Linked DNA regions of Mus musculus: all the other regions are linked to region 5. A link is a contact called in public Hi-C, HiCAR-type and promoter capture Hi-C data. All regions are on one chromosome and are shown on one strand. The core of a region is the stretch at or near the end of the contact, and the rest is flanking DNA. Distances in the headings are between cores, read along the strand shown. Region 1 holds the start of Stat1 (signal transducer and activator of transcription 1). Region 2 holds the start of Nabp1 (nucleic acid binding protein 1). Region 3 holds the start of 4930558J18Rik (RIKEN cDNA 4930558J18 gene). Region 4 holds the start of 9130024F11Rik (RIKEN cDNA 9130024F11 gene). Region 5 holds the start of Gtf3c3 (general transcription factor IIIC, polypeptide 3).

Region 1 (2,892 bases), core at 271-2,770, 2.3 Mb after region 5:
ATTCAGAGTGGGAGACTGTAGTAGCGCCAGACCTCTGAGGAAAGGTCTGTACTCTGATGGAGCATATGGGACTGTATGGATAAATACTTGTTTTCAAACACTCATGTGCAGGAATGAAGTCATGTCTGCTGCACAAATGCCCCTTCAAAGGATAATAAGGAAATGTCTACACTACAAAGCAAGCCGCCATTTCAAATACCATTGGAAAGGACTCCAGCCCACCACTGTGGCATGTCTGTAAACCTGAGACTGGCAAGACAGTCCTTAAACACCTGGCTCAGAGTCTGGAGTTGGCTCTTTCCTGTTTTCATGCCTCCAACAAACATTCTATCCTCCCGGTCTAGCCCGTTCTGCACAGACCACATTGTTTCCAACAATCTAGCAGAATTCCGTATAGATGGTACTTCTTCCTAAAACTGTCTATCCCTCCCACACATAACTTTCTTTGGCCTGTACCAGGCTGCCATTTGCACGGTTTTTAGCGCATGAACTTTCCACAGGAAGCTTGCTGTCTGCACGCATCAGAGCCTCTGAGGGGATATATTTTGCTATCAGCGTCCTCTGGACCCTACAGCGCCGGGCATATAGCCTAAGTGTTACTGAGCACAGAACCGTTTGTTCCGCTGAAACCTTGTATGTATCAGAAGGCGTAGGAAAGCAAAAGGCAAACCCCATGATGAACCTACAAGTCTGAGTCCTCATTGATCAATCAGGGCTCAAGTCATTCCTGCCAGATAAAAGCAATCTTCACCCATCCATTCACCTATCCCTAAACTTTTAGGTAGTGTTCGGGAGTATTTTAGATAGTGATTATACCATTAGTGGTTCTGCGGAACCTAAATACCACCTTTAAGTTTCAGAAAACCGGTAAGGGCTGATACATACTGAGATTCCAAATGCTTCCGTTCCCACGTAGACTTACTGGGCTGTCTCCGGGTGCAGGTTCGGGATTCAACACAAGCAATCACCACACACAGCAAGTTATATGCCAGTTGCATGCGCGGCGGCGTGGCGCCGGCTCAGGGTATGGAGCAGAGCTGAAACGACTGCAAAAAGAAGAAAATGTTACAGTGGTGGAAAGGGGCTGGAGGCAAGGCGAGCAAAGGTTAAGCGGGAAGGTGCAGTGTCTTCCGGGAGAAATGTCTATTGCACAAGTCATTTTACCCTAGAAGTGAGAACGGCAGGATAAGAGAGCCAAGCAGCGCCAAGAGTTGGGCAAGCGATCCGGCTCCTGGCGTTCTCTCTGCGGGATGACAGGTCACCTGTGGGCAGCAGACCCCAGGTCCGAGGAGAGGGCGCCCCACTTCCACCCGCACCCGCACCCGGATCCGCACCTGGCTCTCACTCACTCACTGCACGCAGGAGCTCGAGTCTGGGCAAATCTCTCTGCGCCGCTCAGCAGTGTCCCAAGTGGGTCTGAGGGGCGCGGTCCCGGAGGTCTCCAGGGAGCTTTGACAGACTCGGCGCTGAAAACCGAAAGTACCGGGCAGGAAAAAAGGCTAGAGGGCGTCCCGCCTCCTTCCGCCTCAGCCAATCAGCGGCAGAGATTGGCCGGCTGTTCCATCAGCGCACCGTCCCCCCCCCCTCGGCTGCTTGGCCTTCCTGGTCCGCGCGCTCCCTACCCGGCGTGCGAAACTTGGGGCGCCGCTGTGCGGTGCAAACCGCAGACAGGGGGTTGTGTTTACAAGGTTGGAAACTATAGGCTTGCGCAAGCTCAGTCTTGGAGATCCTGCATTAAGTAGGCGCATCACTGCGGGATTCAGAATTGGGGACTAGAGATTAACCTTCACGCTACTAAAGCCAGGGAGCTTAATTTACCAATTTGAAAACATTCAATACTTGCCTTTAACTCAGCAGCTACAGAGAACTTGCTCTTGCAGAGGACAGGGCTTGGATTTGCAGTGCCTGCGTAATGGTTCCCAACTCCAGTTCCAGGAGTCTAGTGCCCTCTTCGGACCTCCACTGACGTCAACCAAGCCTGCAAGAAGTACACATACACGCAAGCAAAACAAAAATGTCATGAAATAAAATAAATAATTCTAACTAATATGTTTAAGAAAAATAAAGCTTTACACAATTGACACCTCCATTACCGAAACTTTTGTCCCGCTTAGCCATCATGATGACAGGACCTCTTTGCTTCTTCCTTTCTCGCAGGACATCCCTCTGTCCCCCATCTCCATTATTAAACTACTAAACCAGAATGTGAGTCTCTTATCTACCCTTCTCCCGTTGTGCCTTTGATGACTGTCCCTGTAACTTCCATGTCCTGGAGCACTCCTAGATGTATACACACCCACTGCTTTCTTCCAAGTGTCACAGTTACCCTGTCCTTGGATATCTACTGAGTCTGTAAACCAACTGTACTCAAAACACAGGTTCCTCCTCATACCCCGTCTTAGTCTGGAACGGATGAGGGCCAAGCCATAGACGTTGCCCATTTAGTCCCGGACACTTGGTCCTCGAGCCTCGGTTGGTCTAGCTCCTGTTTCTACCTCTTCCACCACCCCGTCCTCTTACCTGGATCATTGCTGTGGCTTTTCTGGTGACTGCTTGACTTTGGCTTTTCACTCCCTTTTAATTTATCTGCCATACACTCATTTGGGTGATTTTTTTTTAAATCTAATTGCAATGCTGATCATGTCATGCCAATCTAAAAATTTCATGATGGCTTTTCTTGCTTGGTCTTAGACAATTCAAATTTCTCAATATATTCTCTAAAGCCATGTTCCCCTATCACTTTCTTTAATCTCAGCTTGTGCTACTCTGTTTTCATTGCTTAGTACAGCATTTTTATTCTTTGAATAAGCAAAACTCTTTCCCCAAACTCAATCTTCTCACCAGCAGTGTTCTCTTTGAAAAGTCCTCTAAGCCAACATCTGTATTCTCAAA
Region 2 (2,700 bases), core at 86-2,585, 3.0 Mb after region 5:
ATGGTGGGATTAAAGGTGTGCTTCACCTCTAGGCTGCTCAATGTTCTTAACATGGCTTGTTATTTATTCTTAAACTTTTCTCTATGCTGTTTCTCGGTATTATCCTTAAAAAGAAAAAGAAGTGTGTTTTTGATATATACATTTTCTATTTTCCACAGTATTTGCTTATATGATTCTCTAACATGCTAGAATATACTCTGCTGTTCCCATTTCTTCAATCTGTTTTGGAGGGTTACAATCATACTACTTAAACATAAAATACTTCTGGTTGAAGCCTCCTAGGGTCAAGATTGCCTAAATTGAAATCCAGTTTGGTTATTCTCTAGTGAGTTTTATTACTTGTAAACGGGGGTTAAAATTATCACTCACCATGAGATTAAATAACAGGTAATTATTTTCAATAGAAAATTGATGAAAAGAAATACTGATCACAGATCTATTTGCGACTGTACTTGGGCAATTTATTTATGACCCCATTTTATCCTCTATGAGGCAAGGATCCTAGTTTTATTGTTCAGATTGTTAAATTCTGGCTAGGAAGCTTAACCAACTAATTTCAAGGTCACACAATTAGCCTCCAGCTTGTTTGGTGGCAAAGCACAACCCTCCCTTTCAGGTTTTGTTTTAAGGTTCCCCTTCACCAGTGTATGGTTAACTCATCTTAGTTATATAAAAGCCAAGTGCAATTTAAAGAAAAGGGTTAAGGAAAAAATGAAATATCTGTGGAACTTAACTATGTATGGCTATTATCAGCATGAAAAGAGGTTTATTTACAAGTTACTTTTAAAAAGACCACCTCGTGTTTCTGGATCCCAATTTAAACACCTCTAAAGTACGAAGGTTGATCGCCAAGTTGCCTGCGACTGGGAACCACTCTCTTGGAAGCCTCGGACACCTTTAGTTCGCCCTTTTTTCTCTCTCCTTGATCCTGCTCGATCACTCTCTCCGTTCCTTCTCAACTGCATACTTGCTCTAACCACGGGGTTCGGAACATCTGAGTTCCACGTGATCGCGGGACTGAAGGGCAAAGGTGGCCTTACTGAAGGATCCTGAGGAATTAGAAGAAGCCAGGTCTCCCTCGGAGCACCAAAAGACCCAGCCCTACAGAAACCCGGAAGACGTGGAGCGACCAGCGGGAGGAGGGTGTGGCCGAGAGACCATTGGTCGGCCGGGAGGCGGTGCTTGTGCTGACAGTAGGGGAGGATCCAGGGAAGCTGCGAGCTCAGTGGCGCTGTGTTCCGCCCCAGAGGCGTGCTAGTGGGCGTGGTGACGTCGCGTGACGCCACAAGGGGCGGGGCGCGGCTTAATAAAGCCGGCCTGAGGGAGCGTTCGCCAGTTGCTGCTTGGGACGCGGGCTGCGCGGTTGGTGAACAGCCTTGCCGTTTTGCTGTCACGTACCTTCCCTGAGCCTGGGACGGAGGGGGCGCGCGCGTGTGCGTGTGTTGTGTGAGGGACAGCGGGACTCGGGCAGGGCCGTCTCCTGATCCCTTTTCCCTTAGCGGAGGCGGCAGTGCGCACGCTGGTTTGCTCGCCGCCCACTTGGGAGCGGGCTCAGGGTGCGGAGTGCGTCTTCGGTTTTGTTTTTTGGTTTTTTGTTTTTTTTGAACTTGTGAGAGTCTTTTTCCCCTCCCTTTTCCATTTTTATTTTCTTTTGGCTCCGTGCCTCTAGGGCTGGTTTACCCGGCCCCTGAATTACCGCTTCCTGACCCCGGTCGCCAATCTTGCCCCAGGTTGCTCCCCGGCTCTGCCCCTGCCCCTCCCCGAGGGTGGGAAGCCTTGCCTAGTGGGTCTCTGAAGCGTAGCCGCACCTGCCTCAGTATGCACGGGGTCAACGACCCTCCACTTTTTATAAAAGACATTAAGGCCGGACTGAAAAACTTAAATGTCGTCTTTATTGTCCTGGAGATAGGTAAGTGAGGTCCGCAGCCCGCCCCACACCCTCGAGAGCTCGGACCTCTTCCCCGCCCGCGACCCCACGTGCTCCTGGCCCAGAATCCTACCCGGGGACAGAAGTCAGTCACGTAGCGAGCCAGAGGAGGGTGAAAGAGCTCCCTCGAATGAACTCCTTATCTAACACACCTTTCCTTCTCCCCTTTTTGATTTTTAAATCTTCACAGGACGAGTGACCAAAACCAAAGACGGCCATGAAGTGAGATCCTGCAAAGTAGCTGATAGAACGGGAAGCATCACTATTTCTGTGTGGGATGAGATCGGAGGGCTCATACAGACAGGGGATATTATTCGGTTGACCAGAGGGTAGGTGTGCATAAATTGGGGTAGGTGTGGGTTTGGCCGACTTCGGGGTTCTGAAGTTGTTTGGCTCTTCCATGGGCCACTTCAAGAAGGGAGCTGTTTTAGTGGACCTCACTGGGAGCAGCTCACCTTCACAGCTAATTTGTTTTAGGTAGGGATTTAACTCCCCTCCAATTTTAAAGGTTAATTTTATTTTTGAGAATACCGTGTGGAAGTCAGTGAGCATTTATCAGTGAGGCTGATAAAAGATCACATTACCCTTTCCACCCTTTCTTGGAGACTGGGTTTTTCTGTGTAGCCCTGGTTGTCCTGGAACAATTCTATAGACTAGTCTGTCCTCGAACTCACAGAGATATACCTGGAAATCAGTTCTGTGTGCCACACCAGTTGGACACATTTCCTTTTTAATCAGTTCGTGTATGAAGTATAATGTCTTCCACCCCTTTC
Region 3 (2,700 bases), core at 77-2,576, 2.9 Mb before region 5:
GTCGCAGGAAGCAGAAGCAACACACTTGTTTTCAATCTGGGAATAAAGGCACCAAAATGAGATTTTCTTGAACCTAAATTTGGGTTTTTGCTAGTTTCCATTAGCAGTCAACTAGTCAAGTCAACTGATTTGAGAGAAAACAGCAAGAGAAAATAGATTTTTTGGTGTATCATTTTAAAGCACCAATTTCAAAACAATAACAGTTTTCTAGTATGAGGAAACCATCTAGCTATATTCTAACTTGAATATCTACCCTAGTGCTAACAACGCTCTGGGATAATTGATTTTCAATGTAAATGCCAACTGTATCTGCGCTGTCCAACGGGGTACAAGCAAGTCACCTGTGGTGACTCAACACTTGGCAATACAACTAGTGAGACAGAGAACGCTGCCTTTTCATTTTAACTTGTTCAGATACTCTCACGCGGCTAATGTATCCACTGCACGATGCAGTTTTACATTAAAACCCAGCTTCCAGGACAGCTTCAGCAAAGACGTATGTCTGCAGCTATAAAAACCAGTAACAGGAAGCACACAGATGAGTTGAATTCAAATGGGCCTCTCAGTATCATTAGCATTCTTGACGATTGCATCCCTTCCACTGCTGTGTTTTAGGGTTACTGGAAAGGTCACTTTAGCAACGGATGTATTTTATTTGGTCAGTCAGCGTTTTCTAAACAGTCCAGTGCCCAGCACACACACAGTCCTCTGAGAGCAGGCTGGAGCTGTGCGTGGCTGTCCCACTCCCTGTCGCGCCTCTCCTTCCACCCAGTGGCACCTGGACTGACAGCCGCTCTCTGGAGACCGTGGCCCTCCAAGGCCCCTTCCCCGGATGGGGCTCTGGCAGGAACGGGGGCGCGCCCCGCACCCCCATCGTATGAGAACCCGTGTGGGCGTGTCGGGGAGGCCTGGCCCCGCGTTACCTGCACGTCCCCAGGGAAGTAGAGGACGTGGTGCCGCTGCTCCGGGGAATCTCCTTCCCGGGATGTCAGCAGGAGCAGTTCGTTGCTGCGCTGCGGGTCGGAGCCCGGCACCGTGGAGCGCTGCAGACGGTGGCTGTCCTCCGGGGAGCCCCGCTCACCGCCGCCCGGGTTCATGGCTCGGGTCTGCAGGCGGGACGCGGAGTCTCCGGAAGCGAGCAGCGGCCGCAGCAGCAGCAGCACCAGCGCGGGGGACCGCAGACGCCGCGACCCCAGCATGGGCTCGAGCCGCCAGGGCCGCTCACCCGGCAGCGAGGGCGGGGCCTCGGCTGCCCAACGGCTTCGGTCGCCGTGACGTCAGCACGCCGCGTGCGTCCGGAGGGAGGGGGAGCGGAGGGCGCGGCTGGAGGAAGGACGTTTGTGGTTGGCGGACTCAGCCCCGGCCGGGAAGTTCGAACGGACGTGGAAGAGCCCGCAGGTTGGGCCCATGCACAGCAGCAGCTGCTCAGGGTCAGAGTTTCCTCGGGTTCTGTATAAAAGCTTTGGTAGGTTCATCCTCACGGTGAAGATGTGTCTTTGTTAATTTAGTCCAAGGTAAAGAAGAATGGTTCTGAAAGTCTTGTACTTGCTCAGAATGAAAAGAATCCCCTATGTCCCGAAGTTACCTAGTTAGGGAATTTCTGGCTCCACACCAAGTCTAGCACATTCCTAGTTGGTAGAGAGAGAGAGCTGGACACTTACCTTAGGGAAGATAGAGAAAAGGCCTACTTGTTCACACATTTACTGTAGGGGTGTTTACAGCTTATCGAATTTCCGATTTAGGGTTTTGAAACCACGTTGAAAAGTATAGGAAAGTCGTGGAAATAGCAACTTCTTACTTAAAGTTGTGTAGAAATAGGACTGGGCCAAATTTATGCTAAAGGTGGGAAAAGTGAATCTTGTTTTAACATTGTGTGTGCACATCGGACACGCACATGCATCTGTTTGCTGCTGTGGGCTTGAAGTGACTTTGGGTGTAAAGGAGATTCCTGGAAAGAAGTTGAAACTTGAAGTTTCTGCAGGAGTGATTAGCTGATTAGAACTTAAATGACTGGGGAGAAATTATGTTGTAAGTTCAAACCCTGATTAAAAATTATCTTGAGCTGTCTTTCGCTCTTTTAATTAATAGCCTTTCCTAGCTAACCTGTGTACCTAAACAGCCAGCATACTAGTGAGTATCAGATGAAACCTTTGAAATGTATTAGCTTAGCTTCCACCAGCCCAGAAGCTAAGACTTATATTAGAGGCCTATAGCAGAAATTTTCTGTCTGTTATCTTATTTTCAAAGTCTTAAATTATATAATATTTTCTATTTTGATACTGTAAAACTTGAGCTAACTGATATGTGGCTCATCTTTAAGGTGAGAGCAGTTTTTTTGTATCACAGTACATTCCTCACACTCCATCTTTTAAAATTTTTTATTGATTAGTTTATTGTTTGACAGCATCTTGCTGAACCTGAAGCTCATGGATTAGGCTAGACTGGGCTAGCCAAGAAGCCCCCAATGGTTTGCCTGTTTCTAACTTCCCAGCTACTGGGTTCTCTGTTTTGTGGATGCTGGGGATCCAATTCAGCCCCCATGCTTTGGGGAAAGAGGCAGGCACCTTACCAACTAGGTCATATCCCAAGCCTTATTCTAATTTTAAATTTCTTGTATTTGTTAACAAAGTATAATTGCTCTGTACATTTTCTTAGTGTCTTTATAGAGGTATGCTTTACCAATTACTTTGACAAAAACTG
Region 4 (2,700 bases), core at 13-2,512, 2.5 Mb before region 5:
GCCGGACGGGCGGAGTCTCGCTCCAGGCGTTCGGGACACCCGGGCTATTGTTCCGGACCCGCGGCCGCACGGGATTTGAGGGAGAAGTGGCCTTCCCCAAACGCGGCCGGGAGCGCTTCGGGCCGGGCCGGTCGGCTCCGAGCAGATGGGGAGCTCGCTCGCACCGAGAAAAGTTGCTCCGAGGGGCGGAGGCGGTGGGTGGTGGGCGGAGGCGGTGGGTGGGGGAGGCGATCGCCCTCCTATCTCCAAAGTCGAAAGTACTCGGCGGCGCAATTAACAGAGCCCGGAGACGAGGCAGCCTCTGCCGCCTCCCGAGCGCCAGCCTGCGCCTCTGCGGCGAGCCGCGACACGGAGCGCCCGCCTAGTCGCCGCAGCCTGCGCGCCGGGACGAGTGCGCCTAGGGGCTGGGCGAGGCGGCTGCGCCCTGGACTTGCTACAAGGAGGAGGACCAGACCCTGGGCCCTGGCGTTCGTCAGCGCTTAGACGCACCCATTCGTCGGCCGTGGCCACCGCCTCGCGCCACACTCAGTCCTCAGCCATCCGTCCTTCGTCGCCCGGTGCATGAGGTCCTTGCCACCCCGCTCCCACCTCCGACTCCCCCCTTCCTCCTTTTTCCCTGACTCCCACCCCCTCGCCTATCCCTGTGCCTCCTCCGCAGCCCGGCTCCTTGGGTCGCCGTGCTCACAGCGATTGATTGATTGATGTTTAATTTCCTGCCAGGCGGGGCCCCCCTCCCCCCGCAACCTCCCCAGCCCTCCTCCCCGCCCCCCACTCCCCTCCTTCATTGCGGTGGACCAGTCTGGCTTGGGTTTAGATCCGTCCCCCCCATTCCCATCCCGAAATAACCCAGAGACATCCCCTACCCCCACCCCAAATTATTATTTTGAAGGCGCTAGATCTGGGGACCGAAAGGGGGAGGGGGAGAAATCGGAAACCGAGGACAACCCAAAAGGACTCACTTTGCCTGATGACTCAACGCAACTAATAATCATCTCCCTCTCAGTGTCTTTCTCTCTGCGGCTTGTCAGTGAGTCCGGCTCTGGCTTCTGGCAGAGGCAGCCGCGAGGGGAGAGGTTGGAGGTGACAGCTTGTGCGGCCGCCGCGTTTTCTCTTGCGCGCGGTCCGGGGTCTCCGCACCTTCCCCGCTCTTGGTGGCAACGTCCCCGCGACTCTGGCCGCGCCTCCTCTGGAGCTAGCGGCTGTAGGAGCCAGCAGCCGCCGCAGCCTCCCAGTCCTCAGCCCTTTCTCTCCAGAACCGGTCTTCTACCCGAAGGTGTGAAAGGCTCTTTCAGCCCCCTCTCCCCCCCCCCTCCTCCGCCGTCCCCTCCCCCGCTCGCTCTGGTGCCCCTTTGGAGGAGTCCTCCTTTCCCTCTCCTCCTCCTCCCTCACTGCCCCCCGCCCCCATCATCATAACAACCATCTCCGAACCAGAAGAAGACACCCTGACCCAGGACCTTAAACGCTAGGACCGGGGAAGAGGAAAAGGAAAGGGGAAGGAGGAAAGAGAAAGGAAGACTAGGACAACACTACAATTCACCAAAAACTTTCCACCCTGGATTCTCTACTTTTGCTCCATGGACAGAGCCCCAGCCAGCCAAGTTTCAGACAGACCGTGAGCAGTAAGTACGCTGGGCGAGGGCTCCCACGCGGCGCCTGTAGTTCGGGAAGCCCTGGGCGCGCTAAGTTCCCCGGCTGTTCTGGGGCTCTGGCTCTCACGCGCGCTTAGGCGAAGCCGGGAAGTGCGGTGGAGCCTTCACTGGCAACCCCTCCGAGCACTCCCTACATCTTTCGCATTCTTCTTAACTCCTCTCTGTCCCCCACCACCACCTCGTCTGGACTCGTGGCGACTAGGCTTCTCCCGCGTCCAAAGCGCTCTTAGAGGATTCTCAGAGCCCCTGGTGTATTAGGGGTTCCTTTCATGGGTTTCAGTGACAATGTGGGCGCCGTTTCATCAGGTGTTTTCCCTTCTTCCGGGTCACTCCTCCAAAATTGAAGAGTATGGAGCACTGCTCGCCTAGGGACCTCGAGAAAAACTTTCCAGATTTAGAAATTAGGATTAATGAAGCCTGCTCCTGTACCTAAGAATCAAGATTTCTTTCTCTTATGTTGTACGCTTAATGGCTTAAAAAACAACAACCACATCCAGGATACGATGAAGATAAGAATGCTCCCAAATAATAATTGTGATCCTGGGATGGAGGGTAGCCTTTCCAAATCTCAGAGTGTTTTGGGATGCTCGCTCACGTGAAATTATAGTTAATTTTTTTGTGTGCAAAGGTGTGTGTTTGTGTACACAAGTGTACTTGGTCCATAAAGGTAAAAGGTGGGGATTCCATGGATCCATTGATCCAGCTTGGCCATCCACAGCGCATTTATCAAGCAATTAATTTGCTTAAGGACCCGTGTAAGTCCTTGCTCCCTCCCTGGCCTGGTGGGACCTCTCGCCCATAAGTACGCTCCTTTCAAAACCCTGACACCCCAAGTGGGGCTTATGGTGGTGGTGGCTCTTTATCAAAGAGAGGATAATGCCAGCGCTGCCCGCAATGAATGGGGTACTGCTTAAAGGCTTCGAGGTCCGACTCTGTCCACACAACTGAGGGCTAACTCTTGGGACCTGAGACAGAGCAGGTCTTAGTACCTCAAGTTCTGGGCAGCTTTGGGACCTCCAGTGTTTGTTTGGTTGGGACTTGCTTTCCCGGG
Region 5 (2,700 bases), core at 88-2,587:
CATAGTTGTTTCTGGGGATAACATCAACACACTCCGTCTGCTCATGTATGTTTTCACGCCTGTGTAAGATCCCTCCTCAGGAGAAACGCAGTGACTGAGATAGTTTTCTGCTATCTGGTAGTCCTGCTCTTGCAGGTCTTGACCTCTGATTCTGCAACCCTGCTACAGATCTCCTTAGCTTGGATTATCATAAAGATGATCAAAGATAGACTCTCGTCTTTGGACCCAGGACTATGCTGAGCTCAACTTTGCCCAAAGTTCCAAAGGCTCTTGTAGTTTCATCTAACTTTACTCACAAATGTGTTTTGAATACATGTTATTAGGTTAGTCAGGTTTATAATAATGACACATAAACTAATGTCTTTGATGTTTATAGGTAATGTCTCTAGAAAAAGAAATAGTTATAATACAAGATAAAATGCAAATCACAAGAGCTCCTAGGAGTTGAAAATAATCTCTCTCTCTCTCTCTCTCCCTCTCTCTCTCTCTCTCTCTCTCTCTCACTCACTCACTTTGACCCCTCTCTTCCATCTCTCTCCCCTCAAGTCCCACCTCAAGTCTTTCCACTTCAGGTGTTGCCCTTTTTCATGTTACAAGTGTTCTATTACCCTCCCCACACCTCTCCCTTTTTTTCCTCTCATAGGTTCCTAAGGATTATTTTGAGAGATGTATGTAACAGATATACAGTAGACGCCCTATGGGAAGAGTTAGAATCCCTTTAAAAGTTTGAGAGCAGCCGAGCGTGGTGGGGCACGCCTTTAATCCCAGCACTCGGGAGGCAGAGGCAGGCGGATTTCTGAGTTCGAGGCCAGCCTGGTCTACAAAGTGAGTTCCAGGACAGCCAGGGCTACACAGAGAAACCCTGTCTCGAAAAACAAAAAACAAAACAAAACAACAACAAAAAAGTTTATGAATACTTGGGACATAAAAGTTGATTGACATTAGAGATAGAAACCCAGGCAAACGCTCTGCCACTGTGCTGCATCCCCAGATCAAAAGTCTCCTGTAGAGATGGTTCAGTGGTTAAGAACACTGACTGCTCTTCCGGAGGTCCTAAGTACAATTCCCAGCAACCACATTGTGGCTCACAGCCATCTGTAATGGGATCTGATGCCTTCTTCTGGTGTGTCTGAAGACAGTGTACTCCTATACATAAAATAAGCAAGCAAGCAAACAAACAAACTAATACATACATCTTTAAAAAAAAAAAAGGCTCCTCTAGCTGGTAGTTTAAGGGAGTCTGGCGCTTGAAAGATGCATTTGGACACTCCCTTGCCTGTGGGAAGAGGCCTGGGGCCTAGAGCGCAGGCGGAACCAGAGTGCGCGGCCGCGGCGCAGGCCGGGAAGGTTTCTAGGGCGGACGCTGGTCCGGTCTCTCCTAGGCGTCCTACAGAGCCTGGGAGTGCTGCAGCTTCCCTGGCCCGCTGCGCAGCGTCGGCCCTGCAGACATGTCGGGGTTCAGCCCGGAACTTATCGACTACCTGGAAGGGAAAATCTCCTTTGAAGAGTTCGAAAGGCGGAGAGAAGAGAGAAAAACCCGAGAGAAGAAAGTGAGCCGCTGGGCCCCCGGTGCTCCTCGGTCTTGTTTTCCCCGAAACCGAGTCGTGGGTTGCCCAGGGTGGGCCCGGGATCCAGCAGCTTTCACCTCTTCCAAAATTTCCGATTTTCACTCCCACCCGAGTACTCAGAGCCTCTAAAGACATCTCCCCACCCGAAAGCCAGCCTTGGTGGGCGCTAACCTCCCCCGACCCCCTAATACCTGTTAAGTCGATGAGCCAGACAGGGTGATCTGATTAGTTCTAAACCTATCTTGCAACTAGGTTGTGACGGTGGTGGGAACCAGGCCTTTTGTTTTTGTGGTCTGTATAGGGGTCTTGGGGATCAAACTTCAGGGCCTCCAGCCTGCTGGACAAAGCTCCCCATCGCAAAGCTACATGCACCCCTGGTGCGCCTATTTTTGAGGAGTCTCCGTGTAATTTTTTTTCTTAGACATAAAAGTAAACCTAACTAACCAGATAGTGAGGATATCTGTTACTTTTTCAAATTTTAATAAAGATCTGAACTTTAAATAGTTTCTCATTTGTTTGAAGGCCAAGGGACCAACATAAAGATCTCTTGACCCTTTTGAAGTTAGCTAATGATTTCTTTCTTGACTCATAGACTTCTATGAACCCTATGGTTTATTTAAAGTCTTAGATTGATGACATTAAAATATTTAAAATCATTCCACTTGTATTTGCAAATGACTTACATAAACTAAAGACTTAAGTACATTGGAACACTTTGAAACTATTCAAATTTAGATTCCACGTATCATAGGGGAGGGTCAACTTTTATAAAGATAAGGCAAATGCCCTATTCAAGGCTGAGAGAATTAAATCTGAATTAGTTTTTGGAACTGTTTAATTCCCAATCACAGAGTGTTCAGGAAAAAGGAAAATCATCACCCAAAGAAAACCCAGATGACTCCGAAGTTCCATCCTCATCAGGAATTGACTCTGCCAAATCCCAGGACAAAGACGCCAATGAAGGTATGTTACTGCTGGCTTTAAATGAGCACTTAAGTAAAATGATTTGATAAAAACACTATTTGCTTTTTACTTTTTATTGCTTTTATGTTTATTGTAATAACATTCTATTTTTGTTTGTTGGTTTGTTTTTCATGACAGGCTTTTTCTGTGTAGCCCTGGCTGTCCTGGA

Evidence for each region. Promoter capture Hi-C pulls out the DNA fragments that hold promoters and counts their contacts. A called contact is a pair of places that touch in the nucleus more often than the background predicts. HiCAR-type assays count read pairs that join an accessible place to other places.
Region 1: a promoter capture Hi-C map of liver shows a contact between it and region 5, with 4 times the contacts expected there. The contact joins the promoter of Stat1 here to the promoter of Gtf3c3 in region 5. A contact is called at or near these places in 2 of 39 promoter capture datasets (both in liver) and 1 of 484 Hi-C or Micro-C datasets (B cells).
Region 2: a contact with region 5 is called in a Hi-C map of B cells, with 5 read pairs. The contact joins the promoter of Nabp1 here to the promoter of Gtf3c3 in region 5.
Region 3: a promoter capture Hi-C map of hippocampal neurons shows a contact between it and region 5, with 2.6 times the contacts expected there. The contact joins the promoter of 4930558J18Rik here to the promoter of Gtf3c3 in region 5.
Region 4: a contact with region 5 is called in a HiCAR-type map of astrocytes, with 3 times the contacts expected there. The contact joins the promoter of 9130024F11Rik here to the promoter of Gtf3c3 in region 5.

Annotation. Positions count from the first base shown.
Region 1 is chr1:52,118,066-52,120,957 of GRCm38.p6, reverse strand. Stat1 (signal transducer and activator of transcription 1) reads right to left here and starts at 1,520. Exons shown (of 25, transcript NM_009283.4): 1 at 1,335-1,520; 2 at 886-1,046.
Region 2 is chr1:51,477,034-51,479,733 of GRCm38.p6, reverse strand. Nabp1 (nucleic acid binding protein 1) reads left to right here and starts at 1,335. Exons shown (of 6, transcript NM_028696.3): 1 at 1,335-1,909; 2 at 2,118-2,256. The coding sequence starts at 1,819.
Region 3 is chr1:57,376,170-57,378,869 of GRCm38.p6, reverse strand. It overlaps 4930558J18Rik (RIKEN cDNA 4930558J18 gene), which reads left to right and starts at 1,326. Exons shown (of 4, transcript NR_037999.1): 1 at 1,326-1,465. 1700066M21Rik (RIKEN cDNA 1700066M21 gene) reads right to left here and starts at 1,250. Exons shown (of 2, transcript NM_028546.1): 1 at 924-1,250. The coding sequence starts at 1,199.
Region 4 is chr1:56,970,031-56,972,730 of GRCm38.p6, reverse strand. 9130024F11Rik (RIKEN cDNA 9130024F11 gene) reads right to left here and starts at 1,262. Exons shown (of 2, transcript NR_024326.1): 1 at 960-1,262. It overlaps Satb2 (special AT-rich sequence binding protein 2), which reads left to right and starts at 1,397. Exons shown (of 11, transcript NM_139146.2): 1 at 1,397-1,619.
Region 5 is chr1:54,437,663-54,440,362 of GRCm38.p6, reverse strand. It overlaps Gtf3c3 (general transcription factor IIIC, polypeptide 3), which reads left to right and starts at 1,337. Exons shown (of 18, transcript NM_001033194.3): 1 at 1,337-1,550; 2 at 2,420-2,531. The coding sequence starts at 1,449.